Linked DNA regions of Mus musculus: regions 1, 3 and 4 are each linked to region 2. The links are chromatin contacts, called in public HiChIP or PLAC-seq, Micro-C and promoter capture Hi-C maps. All regions are on one chromosome and are shown on one strand. Each heading gives the region's core, a stretch centred on a gene start, on an enhancer-like site or on the middle of the called end of the contact. The rest is flanking DNA. Distances are from core to core; before and after follow the strand shown. Region 1 holds the start of Sox21 (SRY (sex determining region Y)-box 21). Region 2 holds the start of Gpc6 (glypican 6). Region 3 holds the start of Tgds (TDP-glucose 4,6-dehydratase). Region 4 overlaps Gpc6 (glypican 6).

Region 1 (7,099 bases), core at 2,787-5,286, 1.3 Mb before region 2:
TCTCTAGCTCCTTCATTGGAGACCCTGTGCTCTGCCCAGTGGATGGCTGTAAGCATCCACTTCTGTGTTTGTCAGGCACTGGCAGAGCCTCTCAGGAGAGAGCTACATCGGGCTGTGAAGATGGACCCTCAGAGGACCGGCCCTAAGTCAGTCACAGGAATGCAGGAGGGTCTGCACACTGAGTCACCCAGCAGTGACTGCGCAGCTGATGTCCTTCTGTTGCCTGCCATAGGACGACTACTGAGGAATCACCTACTCTAAGGCGCCTTTCCAATCCATAAACTGGGGTGTGACTCTTACTCTATAGTACTTCTCAAAAAGCGCAGAGAGGGCTAAGAACTAAGTCCTAGCAGCTGGGAAATAAGAAAACTACTCTCTGAATGAACCCCAAGGCATCCACAGACAGGTCCCCAGTCAGAAGGAAGGGCATCCAGGAGGAATCCTCTCAGATTTGTTCTTCTCCTAATAAACAGACCGCGCTGCTGATGTAACTGATGAGTGGCCCCGCCCTGCCAACGTCACGAGTCACATGACAGGATTGTGGTTCTGGATTTGCCTCAGCCTAGCAACCAACCCTCAACCCTCCCCATCTACCCCCTTAAAAGCACTTATCTACAGAGATTAAAGCTTTCTGCTATTTTTGCAGGGTTCTTGAAGCTTAAAATTGGGATTTTGTGCAACTGCCTCTCTTAAATTTAGAAAGGTTTTCCTGGCGGGGGTAGGGCTGAGGGCCTTGGGTGGGGCCGAAGAGTCAGAAAGAGACAATTTTGGTGTTTCTAGTGTAGTCATTAGGGAAAGCTCTTCTAGCCAGTGCCAACCTCCTTGTACAACCTCATCAGTACAACCTTAGCTTTGTAAGCACAGCAGAAACGATGAAAATCGGGGACTGAAATCTCAAAATGATACGAAAGCCTATATTTGTACCCTCTGATGTAACTCACTTTTCTTGCCTGTTTAATCCATTTGGAACCTGTATCGCCCTGCCCCCCCCCCCCCCCCCGTAGGATAAAAGACTGGGAAAGCAGAGCTGTCACTAAAGCCTAAATAAGGTTGGCTGCTGTCATCATTCCCTTCTTAGCAGGTCAAACAAGCTGCATTGCATTTCGAGCGAAAGATGACTCTTTCCTAGCACCTGCTGAAGAGCTGGACCCCAAGGTTCTCTTAAGGATAGTTTTAGACGCCCCGATTCCACGTGGATCCCACCATGAGGCTTGGCCTCTAAGTGTTGAAAGTATCCTGAAGGTTGGGTTCCTGAAACCTGTAGATTAAAATATCATACAGAGTGAGGATGGAGCAAAAGGAAAGGAGAGGAGGAGATGGAGGAGGAAGAAGCAGGAGGAGGAAGTGGGGAGGAGAACGTTGAAAAGATGGGGGGGGGGAGGGGGAGGCGTCTAGGTTCACACTGGGACCTGGACCTCCCTATGCCTTTGAGAAGAAGAAAGTGGATCTGCCTGGTTTGATGCTGCCAGGTACTTTTCGACTCCTGCCAGCATCATTGCTGCCTCCTAGTGAAGCTTTCGGGACTGGGAAAGGAGAGCAATTATGAAGGAGGCTATGAGGCGGGGGAGGGCAGTATCAGGACACCCACAGACTTTCCATGCAAGTCTGCTCTGTTTCCCACTGGATACTTCTGTGGCTCGGGCACTACCGTGTCCCTAAAGAAAGCAGAGTCTCCTGGTGAAACTAACCAGGTGGTCTGCTCTCTGCGTGCTTCCTAAGAGTCGACAGGACCCATCGCACTGACAAGTCTCTATCATTTCCTTGTCTTTTACCTATTCCTCATATGGGCCATTCCCTTTCCTATAACCTACATATTCATCATTCAGAAGGGACTGCACCCTAGTTGTTTAAGCATGTGCCATTCTACCGATCTGAACATAACAGGGGAGCAAATGAAAACTGAATTTACATTTGCACACACACACACACACACACACACACACACACACACACACACACACACACACAAAGGTTTGGGGCTTTCCCTTATTAAAAGCTCTGCTGGGCTCATGCCAGAGGGGTCTGGAGGTTGATGGGTAACAGGGAAACTATTTTCTTTTATCTCACAATTATTGAGGATGCTCTTTTCTTCAGATGTGAAGGTCTCAGGACAAGAATACTGACCCCCCACCCCCCCAAAAATCCAGAAGTGATAAACCAAAGCATCGCCCATTTTGAACTGTGCTAAGTTTTGTTTCATGAACACAGGTCGCACACACAATTATTTTCTTTTTATGATGTCTCTGCTTTCTACTGAGTTTTCTAACTTGGCTCACTTGCTAAAAGGGCAATGTTACATAGTTTATACTGGGGTTATTCACAAAAGTTTTATGTATTTGATTTTTGACAACTTATAGCATACATAAGCATAGATTTCAGTCATATATACAAACATTTCTATGCAATCATAATTTATTGCATGTTTATAAGATAAATTTGAAGCGCATAAATTATTTAAATTACCAACATAAATTGATTTCTTCAGCCTTCAATCTTTTTATGTCAAGATAATTTTCATTACTAGACTCAACTTTATTCAGAATTAGTGAATAACAGTTTTCATATATTGTGTTCCCATATATATGTTCTTTGTGTGACAGTGGGTAATATTTTGTCTCAAAACTATTATGCAAGTTGGTAGGTTGAAAGCTCAGAGACAGTAATTTTGTAGTTTATCATCATGAAACAGTGTATTTAATATCCTAGTCTATGTAATTACACTTGCCAGAGTCTTAGCATCGCACCACCCAGAGTCTGAATGACAGTGTCTACAAAAGTGAGGTAAAGAATTATGATTCTAGAGGAATCAGTTCAATTGTTTTAGCAACAGGAGAGCAAAAACAATACAAAATAAGCATTTACAAACATGACAGCTAAGGAAAACAGAAACCCACTTAACATGCCACTGCTGACTGGCATGTCTGTTATCACAACAAACATTTCAAAAGCCATCGCCTTCTTCAATTTAAATGAGCAACAAAACAAGCCCAATTCTTAAATAAATAGGAGTGCAAACCAATTCATGTTAATGCCCTGATTACAAATCAATGGTTCAAAGGTCCCGTGTGTGTACAAACTGGACATAAATTGCAAAAAGACATTTTAAAAAAAGCTAACCGTGTATACGAATGTGTTACTTGCAAACAGCCAAAGGAAGACAAGTAATCTGCCTGAAACACAAAGTCCCTGAGGAGGGGGGTTCCCCAGGAATATTCGGGGGTGCTATTTGATTTTTGATTGTGTATAGCGTCAATTATAATAGCTCTAACTACCAAGCAAGAAAACTGGCTCAACAGCATAAAAACTGTCAGAGTAGAACATTTTTAAAATTTTTATTTAGAGAAATGATTTATGCTTTTGATTTGAAGCAGCTTTGCCCTATCGTTGAGAGACTGCAAACGTTAAAGAAACAACACAGAGATAGCTCTGACGACCAGAATTAAAAGAAGGCAAAACAAGACAGAAGACAACTGTTTAAAAAAGCTGTGTATTCAGAAGGGGATGCGGGCTCAACCTAGGCTCATTCCTTTTCCAAAGGCTTGCCAAAAATGTTCTGTCCATCCTGGGCTACTTTCCACTCCACTACCTCTGAGTGCAACCATGAGGCAAGAAACTGCCGGAGGCGTCTGTTGCGAGTCACACCTGGCCCTCCAAGGAAAATGAGTACTTTCTTGCCATTCGGAACAGTCTCAAACACTTTCAAAGACTCTTCCCCCACTCCCACCCCCAGGCTCAACCCTCTTCCTCGCCAGTTTCTGAAGCTCTTTTCCTCTGGTGTACCGCTTTCATCCTCCCGGAAGAGCAGCCAGCAGAGCACCAGCAGCGCTGGGCAGAACAGGGGAGCCGCCGGCGACACCAAGCTCCAAACAGTGCGCAGACTCCGCGGCGCGCGGCGGACACTCCACTCGCCTAAACCTGCACTCAAAGTGAAAAAAGAGTAGGAGGAGGAGTGTTGGGAGGGGGGACGGGAGGAGGCTCCGCTGGTCCCTCCTCCCTCCTGGACTCCCCGGCTCCTCCTCCGCACTCCCAGGATATACACACACACTCACACACGGCCGCGGCTGGACATGCACACCCAGCGCCCGCTGCCGGCGCCAACACTCGCAGGTGGCGACACTCACCTGAGCCGGGCTGCAGTCGCCTCGGAAGCGGCGGAGCGAAAGCCTGGGCCCGGAGCTGGGAAAGCAGGAGCAGCCCCAGAGCAGACCTGCGATCTGAGGTGATATAGCACGTTTTCTTTAATCCCCGTCCTCCTCCAGGACCTGGATCCCTGCATCCTTCCAGCCTGCGGCGCCCGGAGTAGCCGGGACCCAGGGGCTCGCGGGCGCGGCACCCACGCGGGCGCACGCTCGGAGGCGCGCTCACCGAGAGGGGCGCGGCTGAGCCCGGGCCGGAAACTTGGGAGAAGTTAGTTGCAAGTGTCTGGCTGCTGCGACCGGAGCTGGGAGAAGGCGCCCGGGCCTGGCCGGCCGCGCCGCACCGAGCAGCCCTCCGCTTCTGGAGTGCTCCGGGAGCCCGAGACCTTCAGTGCGCCCGGGGAAGCTGGGAGCCAGCGGAGCAAGCATGGCCCCGGGGACAGCCTGCAGCAGCGAGTCGGAGAACCCGGACAGTCTCCACTGAGGCCCGGCGACTCAGGCTAACTCAAAACCTCAGCCCGCCTCCTTCCTCTCCTCTCCTGTGCCAAAGCCCGGCAGCAAGATTCTCCAGGCAGGTGCCCGGGGACAGCGTCAGCCCTCAGCAGAACTACAGGATTGGGGGTTCCATCAGCGCGCCCTGACCCCGACACAGAAGACGGGCCGCTGCAGTGTTTGTGTTTCTGTCCGCCGCCCTGCTCTGCGCGCCCCGACCCTACCCCTCCTCTTCCTCTTCGCGGCCACCCCTCCCCCACTCCCATCTGCTTCTGTCAAATGAGAAAGTCACCGGGGAGAACCCAAACACTCCAGCCGCCGAGAGCCCCCTTTGGCACTTGGCAGCACGCGGCGGCGGGCTTCTCGGCTCAACTTGGTGGATCCTCCGCCGCTCAACTTTCGGGGCTGCTTGGCTTTTAAGGCGCTGAAGACAGAGGAGAGGGGAGAGCAGAACCAGGCAGCGGCCACCTGCAGGGAGTTGGCGAGCCAAAGCAACGGGACAGAGGACAAAAAAGCAGAGGGCAGAGTGACACCGCGGAGTGGGGACACCGAGGAGAAGTTTCAGGGTCCCGGAGAGGATTTTTTCTTAGAGCTCGACCAGACAGACCAAAGCGGTCCGGGACGCAGCGCCCCGACCCAGGGCTGGTCGTCTGGTCCTCTCTTCCCGCGCGGGAACGACGCGGGGACGCACGGCCGCCCGCTGAGCCGGTTCCCTCTGGCAGCCAACATTGATTTCCTCCGGGCGGAGGCCGAGGGCCCCGGTGGCGGCGGCGGCGGGCTGCAGCCGCGGCACGGCGACAGCATGTCCAAGCCTGTGGACCACGTCAAGCGGCCCATGAACGCCTTCATGGTGTGGTCGCGGGCTCAGCGGCGGAAGATGGCCCAGGAGAACCCTAAGATGCACAACTCGGAGATCAGCAAGCGCCTGGGCGCCGAGTGGAAGCTGCTCACCGAGTCGGAGAAGCGGCCGTTCATCGACGAGGCGAAGCGCCTGCGAGCCATGCACATGAAGGAGCATCCCGACTACAAGTACCGGCCGCGGCGCAAGCCCAAGACGCTGCTCAAAAAGGACAAGTTCGCCTTCCCCGTGCCCTACGGCCTGGGCAGCGTGGCGGACGCCGAGCACCCGGCGCTCAAGGCGGGAGCCGGGCTGCACGCGGGCGCGGGCGGCGGCCTGGTCCCCGAGTCTCTGCTCGCGAACCCCGAGAAGGCGGCCGCCGCAGCTGCCGCCGCCGCCGCGCGCGTCTTCTTCCCGCAGTCTGCGGCCGCTGCCGCCGCCGCCGCTGCCGCCGCCGCCGCTGGCAGCCCCTACTCACTGCTCGACCTGGGCTCCAAGATGGCAGAGATCTCGTCGTCGTCGTCCGGCCTGCCGTACGCGTCGTCGCTGGGGTACCCCACGGCGGGTGCGGGCGCCTTCCACGGGGCGGCCGCGGCGGCTGCTGCGGCCGCGGCGGCCGCCGGAGGGCACACGCACTCGCACCCCAGTCCCGGCAACCCCGGCTACATGATCCCGTGCAACTGCAGCGCGTGGCCCAGCCCGGGGCTGCAGCCGCCGCTCGCCTACATCCTGCTGCCAGGCATGGGCAAGCCTCAGCTGGACCCCTACCCCGCGGCCTACGCTGCCGCGCTATGACCCCGCGGGGACCTGTGCACACACGTGTACATATGTATAGGTTCGAGACTCGCGGCCTTCCGCTGCGCCCTCGGGCGACAGGGGGCCCGGTTTGTATGTACATAGATGTATAGGTGTCAGGCAGAGGCGGAGATGCCAGTCCGGGCTTGAAAGGCCGAGCCTTCGAGGGCGCGGGCGAGAGAGCGTGTGGATTTCGCAGCATCATTCCCCAGCCGCCGCACTTCTGCAGCCAACTTTAAAGGAGAGCGGTTGTTAGCGCCAGCAGTTGGTGTTTGCTTTGCACTTCGGAACCTGTTGCGTTTTGACCCACAGAGGGGGAGGGGCGGTGCTTTACGATACGTTGGGCTTTCCAGTTTTGTTGGTTGGATTTTGCTTTTTGCGTCTCATCCTTCCTCCCTCCCGGTCCCACTTGGTCCGTGTTGCATGAGCTCGGTTCTGATGTTCGGTCTGAAATAGCTGGCCAAGGGGAGAGCCGGTGACTCGTGTCTTTAGCTTTTTAGAGTAGGGTGGCTCTGGGCAGCCTTACTCTGATTGTACTGTTGAATTCTGTAGGCCTCTGCAGAACACAGCCCGGATCTCTTCTTGACCAGTGAATGACCAGCTCGAATCCGGCCTGTATATGAGAGATGACCGCCGTTCCTTTTGTTTCATCCCATGTGCAAATCAAAGCAAGACCTTTTTTGGTTTTTCTTCTACTTCTTTCCCAAGAACAAGAAATGCAAAGAAATACATGTGAGGTGGAAGTTGTCAGTTCGATATTCTACCCCTGAAATATCAGCTAGAAGTCTCTGAGTCCGCTGGCTTGGACTTGTGACACAGTTTACGAACGCGTGGAAAG
Region 2 (6,749 bases), core at 1,754-4,253:
GACCGTGATCCTGTCCACCAGCATCGTAGGAAGGACACCCACCGGGCTTGAGATAAAGTCCTCAGCTCCTCCTCCATCCTGCTAGAGGTGATTTCAGTGGGGTGGATATATTTCAGGGACTCAGAGCTGTTAACAGTCTGTGATTTTTTTTTTAAACAATGGGGAAGACAAAAAGTATACAAGCAAAGCCCTCTGCAGTTAACTCCTGGACAATGAGTACAGCCACTGAGAATAGTCTCCTGCAAAGTAATTGGTGACTACAGAAATGATTTACAATAGCCATCTGCCCCATAGCCAGGCGCCCGGACGGTGCCGAGGGTCAAGGCAAGTCTCCTGAGAGTCTCAGAATCTACTAAAGAATACCGATGCAATTTAAAAATACTTTGCTGTTTTCTTCTTGAAGATATCTTATCTTCTGAAATCATGTTGGGAAATATGTGTGTTTAAAAGATGCAGTTTTAAAATGGCCAGATTAGAGGAGAAAAAAAACGAGTTCCTAGAAGGGAGCCCAACTCTAAACGTTTTAAAAGTTGAATTTCCTGAGATGTGGTGAGTTAAAAAGGTGAAGCTGATCCTTATCAATTAATTAGAAAGAATGAAATAACAGTAGACAAAGGGAATGGTGGTTAAGAAACTTAAGGAGTTGCAGGAGCACTGCCTTTCTAGTCATTGATTAACAAATTAGGGAGTGCTCAAGTCGGGTGGGCGAAATCCCAGAGACTGAAGAGTAAGTATTCTTATAATTCACTACACTTTCTCAAGCTTACTAGATCCAGGGAACGGAACGCCTAGCTGTGAATTGGGGAGAGGGTGCGGAAGGGGGAAGGGGGCTCCTTCTACATAAAGCACCACGCTGTTTATGATACATAAGCGTGGTTTGTTTTCCTTTTAGTAATACCCAAATTGATAGAAATATAAGTAAAGACCCTCACCCCAGCGTTTCGAAGCCGATCGTCATAAAGCATTAATTCCACAACGTATTAAAAACTAAGATGTTTTACGATATTTGCAAGTGTTTTCCTTTAGTCCACCAGTTCTTTGGAAAAACAGTGTCTGGTGGAGATCTAGCGATCTGAGGTCACATAGGACGACTTCAGCTACCCGGTTTGAGCAGCCCGCGCCCTCACAGCATCCCTAGTCTCCCCTTGGCCTCTTTCAGCTCGGCTCCCTAGCAGCCAAAGGATTATCTGTCCCCGACACGTTTCATTCACAGAGCCCCAAAGAAGCTAGGAGTCGGTTGGCGCTAAGAGCTGGAAAACACACACCCAGGCTGCTCTGCAAGTTGCTGCTCCGGCAGAGGGTGGGGGCTCGAGAGCTCGGGAGGAAGGAATGCTTGTGACCAGGAGAGCCGGAGAACCTGAAGTGCAGACCCCGGAGACGAACGCCCCCATCGGGTCACTTGCTTAAGTTGGCTCCGCGTGCACCAGCCGGCCAGAGCGGGAGGCCATGCTCGGGACCCGGCGCCACGCCGGGTGGCCCGGTTGTCTCCTCAGCCCGAGTGACCAACCGCAGTCCGGGAAGCACTGGGGCACCCTAATGGGAAAGTCCGCCCCAAATCTGAAGCAGACAGAGTACTAAGACACCTCCTCCAACTGCCTCGGGACTCCAACGTGCAGATCCTAGAGACCCGAGCAATGGGTCCCCTTAGTGGCCCGTCCCCAGCCCAGGAGCCGGGCGCCCAGTCCCTGGAAAGGACCTGGAGAGCAGAGAGCTTGAGTAGGGGAATCTCCGCGTCTCTCCACCGCCCCCGCCGGCGCGAAGGCGGGAGTGGAGAAGGCGCCACTCAGACGGTGGCGCTGAGCAAACTGCGGCCGCAGTTCTCCCAAGTTTGCCCCAGCGAGGGGGATGCTATGGGCGCCCGGCTCCGCTTTCTGCCTCCGCTAGCCGTCCTCACTCCACCGTCCTTTGCTCCAGCGGCCGGGCCAGGCTCTAGGCCAGCCACGGAGGTAGCAGGGCGCGGGAGCAAATGCAGGGAGAGAGGGGCGAGGGACGAGGGTGCTCCCGCGTGTGCACACAATGAGGCGGCGGGCACGCACACCTTCCTCCCGCCCGAAAAACGGGATCAGCCTCCGCCGCCTGGATGCAGGGACGCGGGGTCCCTGGGAGGTACCCGCAGAAAGTGAGCACCAACTGAGCAACAGGGGGTAGGGAGAGGGCGCCCCGCCGCCTCTCGGGGCTGCAGCGGGCCCGGGGCCCACGCTTACCTGCGATCTCCTGGTAGGGGATGTCCGCCAGGCTGAATCCCTTGGCACCGTAAGCCTGACGGACCTCGCTGCAGCTCCGAGCCTTCACGTCCGCCGCGGCCGGGAGGGTCAGCAGCAGCCCGGAGAGAGGAAGAATCACAGCCCGGATCCAAGAAGGCATGGTGCAACATGCAAGTCCACCTCGGCAGCCCCCAGCTCCCTGTGCGCTCTTCACCTTGCCCCTCGAGCCGAAAGCCCGCCAGAGCCTGCGGCGCGCTCCTTAGCCGCTGCCCAGCGTCACCCCCTTCCGCCAGCCGAGGGGACGAGCCGCGCAGACCTCTGGACTGCACTCAGCAAACTTTTATAAGCCAGATGGAGGATGGCAAGCCAACCAGGGCTGCCTTGGGAAGGCTGCCGGCTCCGCTAGCCACTCCGGTAGAAAATCGTTGGAGAAAGAGGAGAAAAGAGGAAAAGGCAAAGAAATGTCTTTTTTTTTTTTTAAACACCACAGTAGGGGTGTTCAGCCCTGCGGTCCGAGTTCCGAGCCGCAGAGTCGTGGAGCGCTGCGAGCTCGCCTATCCAGTGTGCGCGACGAAGGTGGGACCGCGCGCCGGCTCCCCCCACCCCGAGGGAGATGGACAGGCCGGCGCGAGTGTGAGCGCGCGTGTTTGTGGGTGTGAACGCGGGGCTCTCGGGGAGGTGTGTGCGTGGAGGTATGTGATGGAGATGTACGGGATCGAGGGGAAACCTCAGCTTCACATAGACTGAGGGAGCCAGTGAGAGTCTTCTTGAAATGGGAAGAGAGAAAATCCTGGAGACTGACACAGGAGGCAAGAGGGAAGGAGAAAGGAGGGGAGGGAGAGAGGGAGAAACGTGCTACCCAGTGCACAGCCGAAATTCAGAGGCAGAGTCGGCCGCAAAACCTGGAATGGATCGCGAGCCACTAGGCAGGAGGGGAAAGATTACCAGCAAAAGGTCCCTATTTTCTCAATCACTTTATGGCCTCCACACACTTCCGAGATGTTCCCTTTCCTGATATAAACAAACCACCAAAAAAGACAAAGTGTTTGAGGAGAGTAAATGTTATCACGCTATATTTTTCTGGAGATAAAGAATATTGCATTTCCAATTGTTGCTCTTGCCCCAGTGTACCTAACACAAAGCCAGGGAAGAAATGAGCAGAAAAGAAACCTAGGAACGGGGCCAAAGCCACCTCTCTAGGTGGTAGCTGCTTTCGGCTCATCTTAATGTTTTGTTTTGTTTTGTTTTTTCCTAAGAACAGATAGAGGGCCATAGGTCTTTACTCCTCTCCTGTCGGCTCTCTCTCTCTCTCTCTCTCTCTCTCTCTCACACACACACACACACACACACATACACACAAAGAGGGAAGGAGAGAGAGAGAGAGAGAGAGAGAGAGAGAGAGAGAGAGAGAGAGAGAGAGGTTCCACCTACAAAACACTGGATTCTTAAATCACTAGGCTTAGGGCATGTGAAGATAAAACAATGGCTGCTGGCCATGCAAGAAACAGGACCCCAGGAGGGACAAGGTGTTGTAATCTTCTCTCATCAGATTCTCTCAAACACTATAACCTTAACATTTTCTCCCAAGTTCTCAGAAGTCTGTGAAATGGGATGCAAGTGAAAATTCGGGTTTAACCAACTTCCTGAGCCTTTCTTCACGCTAATGAGCACAGAGATCAAATATACTTAAGTCTGCCCTGAAACCCACAGCTCCTGAAACTAACCAATCAGAAAAAGAAGAAAAGAAATGCTATCCAGTAGTGAGGCCTTGTGGACACTGGTCTCCCAGTTCCTGAGAAGTCAGTACAGGGTCAGGCCTAGTTCTGTAGTACTGAAGTATAAATCTGCAGGATGCTGGTTTCCTGATGACTGGTGACCAGAGCGACTCCTGGAGCCTAAATCCTTGCATTTGCCTCTATCCTAGGCACCTTCGTTACTGTCGGAATTGTTCAGCACATCTTCTTTTCCAAGAACTCCTCTTTAGCCCGTCATCCTCCTTATAGAGTGATAGAGTGCTTGCTTGTCGCATCTTCAAAAGTTCATACAAAATGCTAGCGCTCAGGGAACAGAAAGAAGTCTAGTCTAGTTGAGGAGCTTTAAGCCATTTGCAGTCAGTCTCCAAGGAGGTAGTCAGGGGGCTGAAGGGATAGATGGCTCAGCAGTTAAGATCACATGTTGTTCTTGAGAGGACAAGAGTTTGATTCTCAGCTCCCCAACAATATGGCTCACAAACAAACTCCTGTAATTCCAGTTCCAGAGATATCTGACCCCTCTGGCCTCTGGAAACACATACACACACACACACACACACACACACACACACACACACACACACACGCACACACACACACTTTCAAGAAGGTAGATAGCAATTCTGAGCACACACCAAAGGTTGTGTACACTGGCAAACACATATGCATCAAAAAGGCCATTGAGTGAGGTGGGTCATGATGATTACCTGAAGTTTGGCTAATCCTCTTATATTTGACGAGCACTCCATACTCCTATAAGTCAGTAGCTGTTGCCACTGTAGACTTGTAAGAAGGCTAACACACAGAATATTACCAGATTCAGCAAGCATAAAGAGATGAGCTTAATTCTACTGGAAGGGTCAACAAGTTTGGGGCTGTTTTGTGAACTTTAGTCAGAGCAAGGACTTAGGTCATTTGCCTAGCCCACATATTGTGTAATACGGCATTGTTCGAAGTGGTGTTAAAGGAATGAGGCCAGGATTCTACCTGAGGCCACAGCTTGATGAGGCATGGCAATGGGAAGGGGATGTGATAGAAATCCGTTGAGAATAAGAGAGTATCTATGACTTAGGTAAACCTGTTGACCAAGGTCTTGAATGACAGCTGCCACGTCTATACCAGGCAGAGTAAGGAAAAGGAAGATGGAAGAATATTATTCAGAGGAAGCAAACAGAGAAAGGAGATTTAGTAGGCGGCTAGAAGGTACACTGGAATCATTGTGCCAGTTTTAGGTATTTGAGGCTTAAGCTAGAGAGATGGGAAATGGGAAGAATGTGTGTGAAGATAAGCTTTGAAGACTGGATTTGTATGATATAATGTTTGGTTCAATAGACAAAAAAAAAAAAAAAAAAAAAAAAAGATTATTGAAATGCCGGCATCGGGTCTTGTTGGAAACGCAGATTATGGCCACTAAGACTCCTGTTTCCGATCCATTTTCTAAGCCCAGATGTTTTTTAGAATCCTTGGGGTCAAAATATAAACAGAACTTTAGAGACTTTGAGTCTTAGTGAGACAACTTGGTCTTCAGCAACCAGGGGTGGCAGGCCAATCAGGCATCCTCCGTCAATCACCCTGAGAAATGTGTTTGCGAAACATGTCCAGCCCAAGGAAAGAATCTCTTTTGACCTAAGTCACTGCAGGCCATCCTTCTTCTGTCCAATTAAATACTGTAGAGCGGGGGTGGAGGAACCATTTCTGACTAAAGTGATTTAAGATGAGATTTCTGAGAAATATTTTCCTGATTGAAAAGCAAGATAAATATAGGAAGATGGCTCACTATTTGAGAGAGCTTACTGAATTTTCAGAGATCCAAGCTTAGTTTCAGCACTCATATCAGATGAACCAGTGAATCACAACCACCTGGAACTCTAGCTCCATGGAATCCAGGCCCCCCCCCCCCCTTTAAGCATGTACACACACACACACACACACACACACACAAAACATGCTGGATAGTTTTATGTTAACTTGACACAGGCTAATCATCTGAGTGGAATGAACTTCAAATGAGAAAATGCTTCCATAAGATGGGGCTGTAGGCAAGCCTGTAGGGCCTTTTCATTGTTACTGGTTGATAGGAGAGGGTCCAGACCATTGTGGATGGTGCCATAGCCAGGCTCTTGGTCCTGGGTTCATTAAGAAAGACTGTTGAGCAAGTCTTAGGAAGCAAGCCAGGGAACAAAACCGTTCCTTGTCCACGGCATCATCTTCGGCCTCCAGGTTCCTGTCCTGTTTCAGTTCCTGTCCCATATGCTTTCAGGAATGAAAAAACTTCCTCCCCAAGTTGCTTTTAGTCACAGCGTTACAGTGTTTCATCACGGTAATAGTAACACTAATGTGTGTGTGTATATGTGTGTGTGTGTGTGTGTGTGTGTGTGTGTGTGTGTGTGTGTGTGTCTTTTCCCTCACCTCTTGCCTCCTTAGAGTTAGGTGGTTGAAATGTGAACGGGAAGCACAGCCTTGCTCACAGAGGTAACAGAGAAGAAGGGCGGAGATGCTCAAAGCTCCTGCTTTTCAATCTGAGTCACCAATCCGACGCTGGACCTCTTATTACATAATCAATAAGTACCCTGCAGTTTAGGAATACTAGTGTTTGGTTTTTCTGCCGTTTTCCAACGAAAACAATATAAGCACGGGCACCAATCTAAAGCTTGAACAAGAGAAATTGAAGGCAAGAGACAAATCTAAGAGAACAAATTAGAGGTAGCCTTGTTGAATCCAAGTCGGGAGATTTTCCAGCATGGCAACAATTGCAGTGAGCATCAAAGACAGAGAAGATGATACCGTGAGGATG
Region 3 (7,302 bases), core at 3,826-6,325, 1.2 Mb before region 2:
TGCAGCTCTTACACACATGCCAGAGTGTGCCAATCACGAAACTTTCTAAACACGTAGACACCGTCTTCACCAAATGAACTCTAGGCACACGGTAATAACTAAACTGTTGAGGCAATGACAGATTCCAAATCCGCTCCAAGCAGGTTTCATGCAACCGGTCTTACAAACAACAGGGAAGCTAACTTCCTGGGCTGACATCCACTCATAACCACAGGGCTCGAATGCATACAATCAGGCCAAGTGCGGAGTTGGGGGACAGCCCTGGGGAGATGCAGTGGAGCGGTCCGGTTTGCACCGGGAGTGTCGGGGAAATGGAAATGGCTTTCAGGTGCAATTAGGCTGCAGCCCGGTGGTGAAGGTTCAGGGTCGCGGCGCTGCGGGGATCCAGGTGAGGCCCGGACGACGTGGCGGGAGGGAGGCGCCGCGGCCGCCGCCTACCGACCCCGGGCTCGAGGGAGGCCGCGAGCCTCCACCCCTCGCTCGACCTGCCCGGACCTACCGTGGAACTCGAAATGGCCGATGCTCTGGCCCTGGGCGTCGCGGGCCGCGGCGCTGCTGAAGCTGCCACGCAGGGTCTTGCCCTGGCCGCCCTGCGGCCACCAGCAGCTGCACGTGAGGGCTACCGCCAGCAGCCGCAGGCCGCCCATGCCCGCCGCCCGCTCCGTTTGCTCGCCCGGCAACCGCCTGCGGCCTGCAGCCCACGTCGGCAGCAGAGGGCGGGGCGGGACTTAGGGGGCGGGGCCGGAGACTGACGGCCAATAAGGCGCGGGATCGCCTTCCATGAGCCGGGGACAGTAACCAATCATCGGCCGTGGTGGGCGGGACGTGCAGCAGTGCGGGTCCCGGCGCTCCCCAGCCATGCTGCTAATTCCCGCCTGTTTTAAATGGAGCCCTCCAGGGATGCTGTTTACGGATACTGGAAACAATCACCGTGGTAGCCTTTGCGCGTTACGCCACTGCGCACGCGCTCGTGCGCGCGCCTGTCATTGACGTCCGAGGCTTTCCTGGAAAGAACTGAGAAATACGTGGCCGAAATGTATAGCTGGCAGGAAAACGGCCTCAAAGTTGGGACACATGTTCTTTGCTTTTTCTCTCTCGCGCTTGCTTATTCGCGCGTTAATGTTGCGAGGATACATCACACGTCTAAACTGAAAAGCCTGGCTTCTCTTGGCACCAAACCGATTGTTCCTTCCTTGAATAGGGTTCCTGGACTGGTTGAATTAACTGATTATCCAGTTGGCTAGACAGCTGAGAATGACAGTGACCACCTTCATTCACGGGTAGTCCAAGATCTATTGGCCTTTCTGCTGGTGTGAAGCGGCAGCCAGGACACTATCTGCCATCACTTTGACCTATGGCAACCGGACTCCCTCCAGTGTTGATTCTACCTAGCTACAGTCTACCTCTGACTTCTGAGTTACAGAATACTATAGAAAACATCATTTCCCAGCGCCACATTCCTTTATCCCTTTTGTACACAACCTACGCTTTTTGGAATATGGGTTCAAATATTTCAAATGATCGTCTCCCAACTAATGCCCATTGTTGGTATTCTGTCTAAACTCCATCCCCACAGTTCCTGGCAGCAGCCAGGTAGGCTTGACCCAGTATAAAAGGGGCTGCTTGGCCCTTACACGTACACTCTTGCCTTTCTCTTGCCTCCTGTCCCTTGTGCCCCCCTCTCCCCATCCCCATCCCTCTTCTTTCCATGGCCCGCCTCCACTTATCTACTCTCTCCTTCTCTCTGCCTCTACTACTCTCTTAACTCCCCTCACCACGCCCTAAATAAACTCTATTTTATACTTTACCAGTGTGTGTCTGGTCCCTCCAGGGAAGGGGATGCCCGCTGAGGCTTCCCCCTTCCCCCGCACTCCACCAGAACATATAGTTAGAGCTCTTTCTCTTTTTATGATCACAACACCCATCCTTAACCCTATCAATTCCATACCCACCCTAAACCCCTGTGTCGATGACATTTGCAAATCCTTCGCTGGAGTATTTTCTACGGTTCCTCTCCTTTGCTTCACTTTGCTCTTTTTTTTTTTTTTTTTTTTTTTTCTAGATTCTCCTTTTTCAACACACTCGAAGAAGCCCTTCTGACACGTTCAGACTGTATCAGACTTCAGTGCAACCAGAACACCTTACTCCTTACCAGGTCAGTTACCACAAAATTCTGTAAATGACCTCCAGCTCATCTGAATTTCTCACTCTACTGTAAGATGAAGATGGTCAGAGGTGGTGAGTGCAGCAACTCAAAATTGTGTCACGAATAAGTTCGTACAAATTATCTTCATCCAACAAGATGTTTTTTTATAACACAAAAGCATGTCCTCACCACATACTTCATCTTAAATAAAGAAGCCCCATCAACAGCAGTTTCGGCGCTTCTGGATTCCCAGAATAAGGGTATTCGTATTTTTGAGACTTTTAATTTTTATCCTAATTATTTTTAAATATAAGAGTAATTCATGCATGTAGAGAAATTTTAATCCAGCAACATGGCTGCTTTAGCAAGGGTTCACATCTAAAGACATTCTAGATCTATGTGATCTGGCTGGAATGCAGATATGCTCTGATTAAAGTATCATTTGCCTGAAATACAGACACCTTAGTGCACACCTTTAATCCCTAACAATGTAGGTAAAGTTAGTTCCTAGGAGGAAACAGCCATGTTTGAAAGTGATGCCTAATTGATGGGCAGACAAAGTGATGAATCAGAGAAAGATTTGACAGATGAGTCAGAGAAAGGATATGTCCAATGAACTCAAGACAGCACAGGAAAGGGAGGCAATGAGAGAGAGAGACAGAGACAGAGCACTTTTATACCAGGACAGTTTTTACAAAGACAGGTTTCAGAGAGAACAAGTTAGACACGGGTGAAGAGAGAATGAGAAGGAACCCGGAGATTAGAACAGATTGTCAAAGGTAGTATGAGGCCAAGCAATGCAATTCAGTTAGAAGCCAAGAGAAACTGGATTAAACCAGTCAGCTTGAAAGATTAGATGGTATGAAAGCCTAGGCCAAGGGATGGTTAGAACAGAGAAAGTAATGTGCTGGTCTCAGGCAAGCCATGTATTCGTGCGACTTGGGTATGGCTCTCATCCCATTCCTTCACCTGAGGAAATAAAACTGAGCAAGCAGCTTAGAAGAACTCATAGCCAAAAGTGTATAGAGCAACATTTTAAGTTGTGACTTCCCAATTTCCTTGCCTATGCCCAATACTGAAATGTAGCCTTTGTTAATATTTTCCAGTGGATATTTTCAGATAAGCCTCTGCAAATATATGTAGAGTTAAACTAAATTTGCCTGGAGACTGTCCCCAGTATTTTGAATTGCTACATCAGAACTGCAACCTAACTTAGTCAGCTTTAGCCAGCCAGCATGCTCCCAACTGACCAACTATGTTTGTATGTGGGAGAGATATTGTTCCCTTTGAGAAGGCACAATTAGATCCATAACCTGTAAAGTCTCTCCTAACCATTACTTCCGAGATTTATATTCTTGTGTATAGGACTCTTGTTTACATGTACCGTATGGGCACAGTGCTCATGGACTTCCAATACCCTGGAATTGGAGTTACAGAAGGTTGTGAGCTACCATGTGGGTGCTAGGAATCTAACCTGGGTCCTCTGGAAGAGAAACTAGCGTTCTTAACCACTGGGCCACACTTCCCTCCAGCCTTTGTTTATACAGATTGACTGCCTGGGTTTCTTGATGGTGCTCTCTGAACCTTTCTTTCAGAGCATTGCCAGGTTTTTCATTGTTTGATAAAATAAAACCCTACTAAGTTTAAGTTGTTGAAAGCTTTAATTGTGTAAATGGTAAACCAAGAACGTGGGTGAGGTTGATTCTAAAGGAAAAGCAGAGCATGGGCTTTGATTACTGTAGGCACTTTCCCTTTGTCTCGTGTGTGTGTGTGTGTGTGTGTGTGTGTGTGTGTGTGTGTGTGCTTGAGACAGGGTTTCTCTGTGTAACCTGGCTGTCCCGAAACTCACTCTGTAGACCAGGCTGTCCTTGAACTCAGAGATCCATCTGCTTCTGCCTCCCAGGTGCTGGCACTAGAGGTGTGTGCTATCACCTGCTGGCTTCATGTCTTTCTTCTTGATCAGTAATGTTATTCTCTTTCACTGAAGACAGGCTTTTTTTTTTTTTTTTTGATGCCTCGGTACATAAAAAATTAATATGACTTCTAATCACTCCCACTTGGTAGAGCCTCCGAATTCATAGAAAGCAGCAGACTATAATATAAACAGCAGTGAGCAATCATATGATAAGCCCACTTGTTGATGAGTGTGTGATAGATCTGGTCCCAGAGAAATGAATGGCCTTACCTCCATGGAGCAGAGACAGTGAGAAATTACATCAGTGGCCAATTTGTTGATGAATGATAAGAAGAAAACAAAAAAAAAAAAATGGTTCTGCATGGTTAGAGTCAAGGAATGACTCTAATAGGAAGATGGCACTCAAACTGAGAACTGAAGGAGGTAAACACTAGTCAGACATCCGAGGAAAGGGCAGGTAGACCAGGGAAGAACACCTGGTAATATAAATAAGAGCAAGAAGGACCAGGATTGGGGCACAGTGAGCAGACAAGAGAAGAGAGTAAAACCTTCCAGGGAACTCTGCAAAACTTACTTATCATGATTGCAAGCGGCCTTCGCCTTTTGTGACAGTATTTACAACAGTGAAACATAATTTTGCAATGCAACTTTCCATTTCCATACTGCATACATTCTAGAGGATTCTGCTCAGCTGGGTGTTAGTCTATGAGCATAGCTGAAGTTCAAAAATGAAGGCATCGATTCATAACTCCGAATTTCTAAGCACCTATAGTAGTAATCCATGCTGGTGACACTTGCTTAGAAAATATTCCAGACCCTAGTACCAATGACCCTAATTTCTCCTAGCTGGTGACTATGGGCTAGAGAGTGCGCGCCTGCGCAGTGCCACTGCCGGCTCCGCCCCTCTTTTGGGGTCTGGGAGAACCCGGAAGCCTCTGCGACTTCCTTTGAACGTGTCGGGGGCGGGGCATGTCGTAAAGCGTCGTGAAGCTGCTTCCCTCGGTTCTTCAGACGCCGCGCTTTACGGCGCTGGCTCTGCAGAGCTGAAGATGTCCGCTGCGAGCCGGGAGGAGCGTTCTGGTCCTCCCGGCAGCTTCGCGAAGCGGGTCCTGGTGACCGGGGGTGCTGGTTTCATGTAGGTAACGGTGCTGGTGGCTGAGAAGTTTCTCCCCACAAATCCTAACCTTGCCCTGCGGTTCTCCTTGTCTTTTGCACTTCGGGTCCACGACTTTGCAGATCCGTTATGGGGAGGGTCCCAATGCACAGCCCGGATGTCCATCCGGTTTCCCTCACTTTCTGGCCAGCCAAGACGAGGTTGCTTCGAAAATGCGACTTCTTTAACACCTTCCCCACAAAAAGGGGAACTCAGGAGTGCCTTGCTGCTGTCCCACCCCCTACCTGCCCGGGGGTGTTTACCACCTGTCACTTTTCTGAGAAGCACACATCAGTTTCATTCCCTTTTCTTCCCGCTCTCTGACAAAGCTCCGGCCAGCAGATGAAGGCCTTTCCAAAAGCTCGCCTCTACACGATGTGAGGATCGATCGTAATGGGACTCTTTGTCTTGTCTTCTCTTTTTTAGAAACTGTTTACAAATCCTTTGTTATTCCCAACCTGTTTGAGGCTCACACCCACCTACCGTGAAACTGTCCTTTCTATTTGTGTCAAAGCTTATTCTTAATTTGACTTCTGTTCCCTGCCTCCTTTTCCTTAGAACACTGCTACTATCCCTCTCCTGTTGATCTCGCGCGTTTTCTTTACACTTTGTAGAGTGTGTTCCTAAGTGAGATAGATGCAGCTGCATAGAGTTTTACAGTCATGGTTTCTGTGAGACTTGTAATGAAAGTCCAGGGTCTTTATCCGATCTAGAAGACTCGGGTGCTCGAGCCCTGCTTCCCAACCTAGTCTCTTGCTTTTCTGTACTCGCCCACAACCCTCTCAGGCTTCTCGGAGCACAGGAGGTTAGTGCTGCTTCCCGACTTGAGGCAGTTGCATAGGCTGTTAATTTACCCGCATATCACCTTCAGAGTGCTTATGGGAACACCTTAGGCCACCCATCCACTCAGCACTACCTGAAATTACATTGAGTACTTGTGTTTACTTGTTTATGGCCTTGCCCTTCTTCTAGAGTATAAACTGTGTGAGAGTAGACTGATGTTCATTAAGCTCCCACAGAAAGAAAGGTCAGGGCCATATCGTGAAGGTCTTCTGTAAGAGTTGAGTGGATGGATGCGTGAGCGATCCACAGGAAGTTCTGTCCTTGTAGTGTCTCCTGCATGGGGAGGGGTCAGAGAGTCTTGGTTACTGCCCAAGAACATGCAGTGGGCCTTTTAAATCCACAGACACTTTGCTGAGAGTAGGTAGCAGGAAGCTGAGATTCACTTAATTAACAGACGTGTACGTGGGGAAATGCATGTACTTGCATGGAAGGGCTTGTTCACAAAGAATGTCCTAGAAAATGAAGGAAAGTGAAGTTTTTCACCAAGAACAAACTTCACCTTTACAATTGGCCAGTGCTAGCCATTACTCCCCAGAGCCCAAAATATGTTTATATATATATATGTTTCTTTTACTGAGATAGCTCCATTTCAGGGTCCTCTGAGTTCCAGGAACCACTGTCAGTACCAAGCTCAAACTCAGCTATCATTAATCTAGGAAACCTGGGTTTAGTCCAGAGCCCTCCTGAGATTTTAGGCTTACACAAGCCAACTTATAGTATAGTACCAAGAGAGCAGTTGCAGAAGTCACTGTAAGCATAGGCAAATGACAGTGAGTATGCTGTCATTTGTTATCTGTATAAATCCACCCCAGGCCTTGGAAAGCAAACTGGACTTGTGCAGTTACCCCGACCAGATTTTACATTTCCTGTGCTCACACTCACGGCATGTGTGGGTTCCATCCTTTGATTAAACTTGCTTTTTCTTCATTCTCAGTGCCAGGCAGTTTTATGTGGCACAGGGAAGATACAAGAGTTTGTTTATAGGGTTAAAAGTGCCTGTGTGTGGTGCGTTACCTCTTACTATTTCCGCACCACGCCACGGCTTAGGGGATGTTAAGAATCGAGGGAGGTTAATGCTTGCCACTCACAAAGATCTCGTCTTCTTGTAGTGCGTCCCATGTGATTGTCTCCCTAGTAGAGGATTATCCCGACTATATGATCGTAAATCTAGACAAGGTAAGTATGCAGATGAGCTTCGTGTGCTAAAATCCGACCTCCATTTACCTCCAAGCCAGGGAGCTTTAG
Region 4 (6,887 bases), core at 72-2,571, 1.1 Mb before region 2:
ACGGCTTTTTACTACTATGGGGCATGCTGTGAAGAAAGAGACCAGTCTGGTTTTGTAGATAGGAATGTCTATAACTTGACAGTCACCTTTCTGAATGTCTAAAGAGAGAACTTCAAGATAGACACGGCCACCAGCTTTAGGACTTGGACGCACAAGGTTTCGGTGTCATGGTACTCTACAGGAGGCTTGTACAGTGGTCAGCAGAGGTGCTGTGCCGGTTTTCTGGGGGACTAGACCGCTCAATTGCTTACATTTATATGTGGAGTCAGGTTGATCTTTAGATCAGTTAAATAAAGCACAGGTAAGCCTGAGAAGGAGGCAGAGGTCTTGGGATGGACGAGACTCTTTTAAGTAATTCGCTTTTTCTGAATGTGGTGTCTAGGCCAAATTGACAGGCAAGGCGGGCTTCACGTAGAACTTGTCCAAGCATCGCGCTTTGATTCAGAGTGCTTACAAGTTCAAAGGCAAGCCAGCACTCTGAGTCAGCAGTTTATTTATTTAGGATTTTAATTAAGGAGAAAAATTAAGACAGAAGGCCGTTGAAAGACACTGCATTTCAGAATCAAAGGTCTCCAGTGTGTAAGTAAAATCTGTGCTTTCTGTTTATTTGCTGCACACTTGCTGCTGATCCTGAGTGCTCATGGGAAGTTCCACAGAGATTGTCAGAAACTAAAATTATTCTTGTGTACATCTCTTTTTCTGCCCAGTTTTAATAAACCTGGTCTCCTATCAGGATATCCGTTGTCTGACTGGACACATATATCTCATTTTATTTAGTACAAGAATGAGCATATTATTCTTATATGCTAGAGAGCCCCTAATAGTGAAGTTCCTCAAGATCTCTGCACATTTTTCTGGTGCTTGCTTTGCCATGTTAGTGAGTGCTGCTCTCTGCTCTCAGGGCTGATGTGTAGGGCTAGGATCTGTCTGGGCCCTGGCTTATCAGGCGCTAAGGCTTGGCTATGAAGCTTAACTGGGTTGTTCCTGGATAGTCTTTTGGGGACTGGTGTGTAGCTAATCTCTTGTCAGAGTCATCTACACCCCTAGATCTGCTCACAGCTGTTCCTTTGCTCCCTTGAGTAGGAGCTCACACAGCACCGGGGCAGGCTCATTAGGACCACTCATCCAAGAAGAGTTCTCTCCCAAGTTCCATTTCCCATTTAAGTCTTGTCATGTCATCTCACACTGTAGCGTCTAATTTTATAAACACGCCTTGCTCCAGCAACAGTCTCTGCCATGCCATCTCCTCACTTGGCCCCGCCAGTTGGTGCTGGCGCTTTCCCCGGAAGGCTGTCGGTTCCTCTGGTTGCCAACAACCACCCTTCCTGAAAACGCGGAGAGCTGCTGTTCGCATGCAACCAGCTGTCCCTTTTAGCCCCAAGGAGGGAGAACACTAGAGTCTTCCAATATTTTAAATCTGGCCAGATAACTCAATGACTGGGCCAAGAAGTTCCTATCCTAATCTAACAGTAGTCTTTTCCGTTCTTGGTCTCCGCCGGTGCCGGAGGCTACATACTACAGGTGCCCCGAGAGACCTACATGTCTGCGGCTTCCCATCTGCTCCACAGCCTGGTCTGAATTTCCCAATCCTCCTGAGTCCCCTTCTCTTCCTCCTAGGACCCTGAAATCCCACCTTTTCCTCTTCGCCCAGCAATTGGCTTCTTCTGTTTTTATTGACACAATCAAGAAACAATTAGATTTCAGTATCAGCTCCCCCCCCCCATCACACTTTTTGAAACCTTCAAGTTCATGCTAGCTACATCTGCCTGACTCCAGGTAACACGTAAGATGCCTAGGAGCCAAACCTACGCTGTCTCTGCTCTTGTCCCTGTAACTGTAGCCAGCACATGATAACGGACTGTCACATATTTCTGGAAAGAAAGGCCATTTAAGGTCCAAGTCAATTAAAAGTTTCTTAAAATAACCTCCAGAACATCCTGCGGGTGCTCTGAAGAGACAAGTTTGCTTAAGGTGGTTGTTGTTCTGCGTCCTCGAACCCAGTATATAAGCTTTCTTTATTTCTCTTTACTCCAGAGTGTTCTTGGGAAAACTTCTCCTTTCTCTCTGCCTAGGGCTTCAGGATGCACAAGAGCCCAGGCTCCCTTGGCAGGCTAGGAAGGAAGCTTCTAATTTCTCCTGGCTTTGCCATGTGTCTAATATGTGACCCAACATGTATTCCAAGTACTTGGAAGCAGTCCTTTGACAGGCAATCTTAATTTTTTCCCTGACCTTGTTTGTGTAGCAGTGACATGAATTCTAAGATACTCCATGGGTTTTCCAAGAAGAAACAGAAGTAGAGGGATTGAGTGCTTTTCTTCCTTACCTCTTAAGAAATTCAATGTCCTATAATAGTCAGAAGCTGGAAAGAACCCTGATGTCCCTCAACAGAGGAATGGATGCAGAAAATGTGGTACATTTACACCATGGAGTACTACTCAGTTATTAAAAGTGATGACTTCATGAAATTCTTAGGCAAATGGATCGAATTAGAAAATATCATCATGAGTGAGGTAACCCAGGCACAAAATAGCACACATGGTATGCACTCACGGATAAGTGGATATTAGCCCAAAAGCTCGGAATACCCAAGATACAATTCACAGACCACATGAAGCTCAAGAAGAAGGAAGACCAAAGTGTGGGTGCTTGGGTCTTTCTTAGAAAGGAGAACAAAATACTCATGGAAGCAAATATGGAGATAAAGAGTTGAGCAGAGACTGAAGGAAAGGCGGTGCAGAGACTGTCTCACCTGGGTATTCATCCCATATACAGTCACCAAACCCAGACACTATTGTGGATGCTAACAAATGCTTGCTAGAAGGAGCTTGATATAGCTGTCTCCTGAGAGGCTCTGCCAGAGCCTGACAAATACAGAGGCAGATGCTCACAGCCAACAATTGAACTGATCACAGGTCTCCAATGAAGGACTTAGAGAAAGGACTGAAGAAGCTAAAGGGGTTTGCAACCACATAGGAAGAACAACAATATCAACCAACCAGACCACTCAGAGCTCCCAGGGACTAAGCCATCAACAAAGGAGCACACATAGCTCTAGCTGCATATGTAGCAGAGGATGGCCTTGTCATGCATCAATGGGAGGAGACGTCCTTGGTCCTATGAAGGCTGGATAGATGCCCCAGCATAAGGGAATCGAGTGTGGGGAGTTGGGAGTGAGTGGGTGGGTGGGGGAACACCCTCACAGAAGCAGGGGGAGGGAGGACGGAATAGGGAGTTTACTGGAGCGGGGGAAATTGGGTAAGGGAATAACACTTGAAATGCAAATAAATTAAAGTAAATAAAGGAAAAAAAGAAACTCAATGTCCTACACTCAGAGGGGTTCATAACTTCCAGGTTGTGAGTACCTTGTTGACTACATGTTTAGTACTCATGCCTCTAAAATGATGTCATCAAAAATGCTTAACAAACACAAAGATTAGGTTATGGCAATCATTAAGAAAACACAGAGAAGCGCAACAGTAGATTTTTAAAAACTATTTTAATACAAGATTAATAGCAATTTTCTATCCAAATCAGAAATGAAAAAAAAATCTTAACCCAAATAATAGTCATTTGACAGTCACATAAAGTTTCAGGTTTGCTTGGTGCACACATTTATCCTGCACATGAGTTCTGTATATGCACACAGAGACCGCACTGTGGTACCCTCGTTAAGGTGTTGCTCATGAAGTCCCTAATTACAAGGCAATGCCAAAGATTGCAGCAGCCACTCCACTCTCAGTGAAGTCCCAAGCATTCCCATGCTAAGCTGAGTCTGGGCTATAGCAAACTATGACATAGCAAGTCTCCAGAATGCGTACAAATCAATACTCTATTTGTATATGTTGGCCTAAAACTAAGCACTGGCCAATATCACTACCAAGGAGGAACACACTGCAGATTTATAAGTTATGGACTCCTTTGCTCTTCTGGCAGCAAGGCTACATATTCTTTTAATTTAAATATCTGCTAGTGACTATAAGTCAAAGAAAATGAGGTTGAGTATCTGAAAGCTTTTGGAGAAGTCAAAAGCTGCATTTGCCAACATTTGAAACCGAAAGTCAAACCACCTGGTACTCAGCCTTGCAGAGAGGTGAGAAAAGATTTGCAAGCCAGAATCTTGCTAAGTTTTATTCCTCCTTGAAGACTTAAGTTGGTGCTTAGTCTGGAGCCAAAATATGTATATAATGGCAAGAAGAATTAAAGAAGGCTAATGTCTATAGCAGGGAATGTAAATTAAGTTTCATGGTTTTACATCCAATAATATCTTCAATGTGTTTGATTTAAAGAATGCTCCATTTGAAACTACTGTTGTGCCTCAGTGGATAGAGTTTCTCGGTGTAGATAAAGTAGTTTCTCTCCTTTATGTTTGAAGCAGATGAGTCACGTCACCTTCCTCCTTGGGTAAATCCCAGTAAGGAAGTCAGAATTCTAGTGCTATAGTCGGGGATGGCTGTAATCAAAGTGCCAACTTGGCCTTCACTGCAGTGACAGACAGAAAGCTGTCTTGTGGCTGCCAATACAGGACTACAGCGTTCGTGTTCATAAATTTACAGTTCATTCTTCTCTGCTGAAGACATTAGCCTCCGTTTAGCTTTTGTTGTAACATATACAAAGTATAATAAACATCAATTGCAGACGGGTATTTCTGTTAGAAAAATACATATTAAACCTAAGGAACATGTAAATAGAGGCACTTGGATAAGCTAAGTGTTTGTAGTCATGAGCATCACCCACCGGTTTCTAGTGTCCAATTTTGGGGTTCCGTTCCTCTCTACTCGTAACACAAGTCGTGATGTGATTACAGATTTTAGGGGACAACATCGTCACAAATGAGGGTAGGCTGTGGGTGACAAGGGAACATTGAGACATCTCCTATCACTGTGCTGGAATGGGAAACTCAAGCTGGGAGGAGGATCCCAAAGTACCGAAAAGGGGAAACTGAACGAAAAGGCTTAGGGGACAGGAAAAAAAAATTAAACCTTTAACATTAAATCAGTCTACAAAACCATACAACGGGCAGTGACAATGACTAGGAAGGGCACGTTAAAAACATTTTGTCCATGTCTGTGTAAGATGACCAACGATGTGGCTTTGTCAGCTGACCCTCATCTCAGCTCTGCCTGGCTCATGGGCATCACTGTATCTTATCAGTAGTCGTACCCTTGAGAATACAGGTGCTGAGTCAAAGGAAACAGGCATTTCTATATTATTTGTGTGATGAGTGTGCACAGGACATGGGCTCACATTCATTCATGTAATGTGTTGTCATGTAAACCATCTGGGGGCAGAAGCATAGTAAGGAATGTGATATCTTGATTTGTTTTATAGAAGATAATGCAGAAATATTTTAAAAGGAAGTTGGAGCTTAAAGCCGTAAAAATAAGTCCTTATTCTCAAAAATCCTGGAGAATCCACATTGGTTTAATTCCTATTGCACCATGATTATTGGAAAAAAACATACTGATTTCTGAACATACAGTGAGCCACCTAACATAAGTGGCTGGTCCTTCATAGAGAAGTGTTATGTGTAACGGGGGATTAGAAGCCAAAGTGGGGTTCTGAGCTGGGTGGTTTCCCAAAAGGATACCGTTCTGAGTTGGATAAAGTGTTAATGTCACACAAATGTAAATGAAAAAACGCCACAGAGTCTCTCAGAATCCTACATTGCTTATTCTGTTAGGCATAAGGTGGTAACAGATGCTTGTAAATACGTTCTGTCTTTCAAAAGTGCTCAAATATACTTAATATGAGTGCGTGTGTTCTACTTAGACGTGATGACTAAATCGGTAACTAATTTTCATGTTGGTGAGAACAGAGATAGAAAAATATCATTTATGTGTCAATACTGTCGATGAGTCAGCTAAAAATGTGATTGGCATGCTGTGGTATCTTGAGATATTTCTTTTTCCTATCCCAGATGCATCATAAAAGCAGAAGAAGGAGAAGGAGAAGGAGAAGGAGAAGGAGGAGAAAGAAGGAGAAGGAGAAGAAGAAGAAGAAGAAGAAGAAGAAGAAGAAGGAGAAGGAGAAGGAGAAGGAGAAGGAGAAGGAGAAGGAGAAGGAGAAGGAGAAGGAGAAGGAGAAGGAGAAGGAGAAGAAGCAGAAGAAGCAGAAGAAGCAGAAGAAGCAGAAGAAGCAGAAGAAGCAGAAGAAGAAGAAGAAGAAGAAGAAGAAGAAGAAGAAGAAGAAGAAGAAGAAGAAGAAGAAGAAGAAAGAAGAAGGAGGAGGAGGAGGAGAAGGTGGTTAGCCAACTGTCTTCATACAACCCCAGTTTGGTGTATTTCGCTTCTGTCAGAGGAAGCATTGGGCCTGGCTTGGTGGACAGGTTAGGCAGTGGCTCTAAAATGGCCTCTTGAGTCTAGGCCATTCAGTACAGTACCCGGTAGAAGTCCAAGGCCAGAGGTGCTGTACCAGAGAGCAATGTTTTTTTGTTTTTTGTTTTTTTCATGAATAACATTCTTTACACACACACATTCCATCACCAGTCACGTCTTGCACACCAGGCTTGTCCCATGAGCTCAGGACAGTTTGGAGCACCAGGGGAAAAGCAAGTGTGTGTGAGAAGGGTGTGCCCTGGCAAACTTGCCATCAATGGACAGTTAGATACATAAAAAGTTCTCGCTCTTGATTCTTGGTGCTCGAAGATCACTAAGGAGTCTGTTCTCTGAGCAGCACAGAACAAGACGGGGCGGTTGACAAAACAGTTCTGTTACAAAGGAGTGTCAACCCTGAGCTTGGAATTAAGAAGTTAAAATCTGTGATTTATATATATATATAATATAGATATAAAAATAGATGATCATACTAAGACTAAAAAAGTGAAAAGAACCTCCGTGTCAATACTATATATAATGTTTTATCCTCTCTCTCTTTTTGTCTTGACTTGT

Evidence for each region. Promoter capture Hi-C pulls out the DNA fragments that hold promoters and counts their contacts. Hi-C and Micro-C count contacts between places; a contact is called where the count stands out from the background. HiChIP or PLAC-seq counts read pairs in DNA pulled down with a chosen protein or histone mark.
Region 1: a contact with region 2 is called in a Micro-C map of embryonic stem cells, with 11 times the contacts expected there. The contact joins the promoter of Sox21 here to the promoter of Gpc6 in region 2. A contact is called at or near these places in 4 of 39 promoter capture datasets (cranial neural crest, embryonic stem cells, liver and 1 more), 9 of 484 Hi-C or Micro-C datasets (embryonic stem cells and palatal mesenchyme), 3 of 115 datasets of contacts at active chromatin or transcription factors (astrocytes and embryonic stem cells) and 1 of 9 other capture datasets (embryonic stem cells).
Region 3: a contact with region 2 is called in an H3K27ac HiChIP or PLAC-seq map of embryonic stem cells, with 7 times the contacts expected there. The contact joins the promoter of Tgds here to the promoter of Gpc6 in region 2. A contact is called at or near these places in 11 of 39 promoter capture datasets (the 3T3-L1 cell line, the SN4741 cell line, cranial neural crest and 7 more), 5 of 484 Hi-C or Micro-C datasets (adipose-derived mesenchymal stem cells, beige adipocytes, embryonic stem cells and 2 more) and 7 of 115 datasets of contacts at active chromatin or transcription factors (the NIH/3T3 cell line, astrocytes, embryonic basal ganglia and 3 more).
Region 4: a contact with region 2 is called in a promoter capture Hi-C map of hippocampal neurons, with 2.8 times the contacts expected there. The contact joins the enhancer-like site here to the promoter of Gpc6 in region 2. A contact is called at or near these places in 3 of 39 promoter capture datasets (the C10 cell line, hippocampal neurons and liver), 1 of 484 Hi-C or Micro-C datasets (nephron progenitors) and 3 of 115 datasets of contacts at active chromatin or transcription factors (craniofacial prominence, embryonic limb bud and stem cell-derived neural progenitor cells).

What each region holds. Positions count from the first base shown.
Region 1 is chr14:118,233,967-118,241,065 of GRCm38.p6, reverse strand. Sox21 (SRY (sex determining region Y)-box 21) reads left to right here and starts at 4,036. Exons shown (of 1, transcript NM_177753.3): 1 at 4,036-7,099. The coding sequence starts at 5,431. The coding sequence ends at 6,261. It overlaps Gm4675 (predicted gene 4675), which reads right to left and starts at 4,834. Exons shown (of 3, transcript NR_131969.1): 1 at 4,122-4,834.
Region 2 is chr14:116,921,551-116,928,299 of GRCm38.p6, reverse strand. It overlaps Gpc6 (glypican 6), which reads right to left and starts at 3,003. Exons shown (of 9, transcript NM_011821.3): 1 at 2,205-3,003. The coding sequence starts at 2,364.
Region 3 is chr14:118,130,538-118,137,839 of GRCm38.p6, reverse strand. It overlaps Tgds (TDP-glucose 4,6-dehydratase), which reads left to right and starts at 5,075. Exons shown (of 12, transcript NM_029578.3): 1 at 5,075-5,196; 2 at 7,167-7,233. The coding sequence starts at 5,111. It overlaps Gpr180 (G protein-coupled receptor 180), which reads right to left and starts at 713. Exons shown (of 9, transcript NM_021434.5): 1 at 500-713. The coding sequence starts at 647.
Region 4 is chr14:117,976,120-117,983,006 of GRCm38.p6, reverse strand. It overlaps Gpc6 (glypican 6), which reads right to left. Exons shown (of 9, transcript NM_011821.3): 9 at 3,478-6,887. Among named protein-coding and RNA genes, the nearest start is that of Mir6239, 26 kb to the right of the region's middle. Within about 2 kb of position 1,321, at least 11 of the 459 cell types and tissues checked have an H3K27ac peak or open chromatin away from gene starts, as enhancers often do. A contact at or near this core is called in hippocampal neurons, where this site is marked.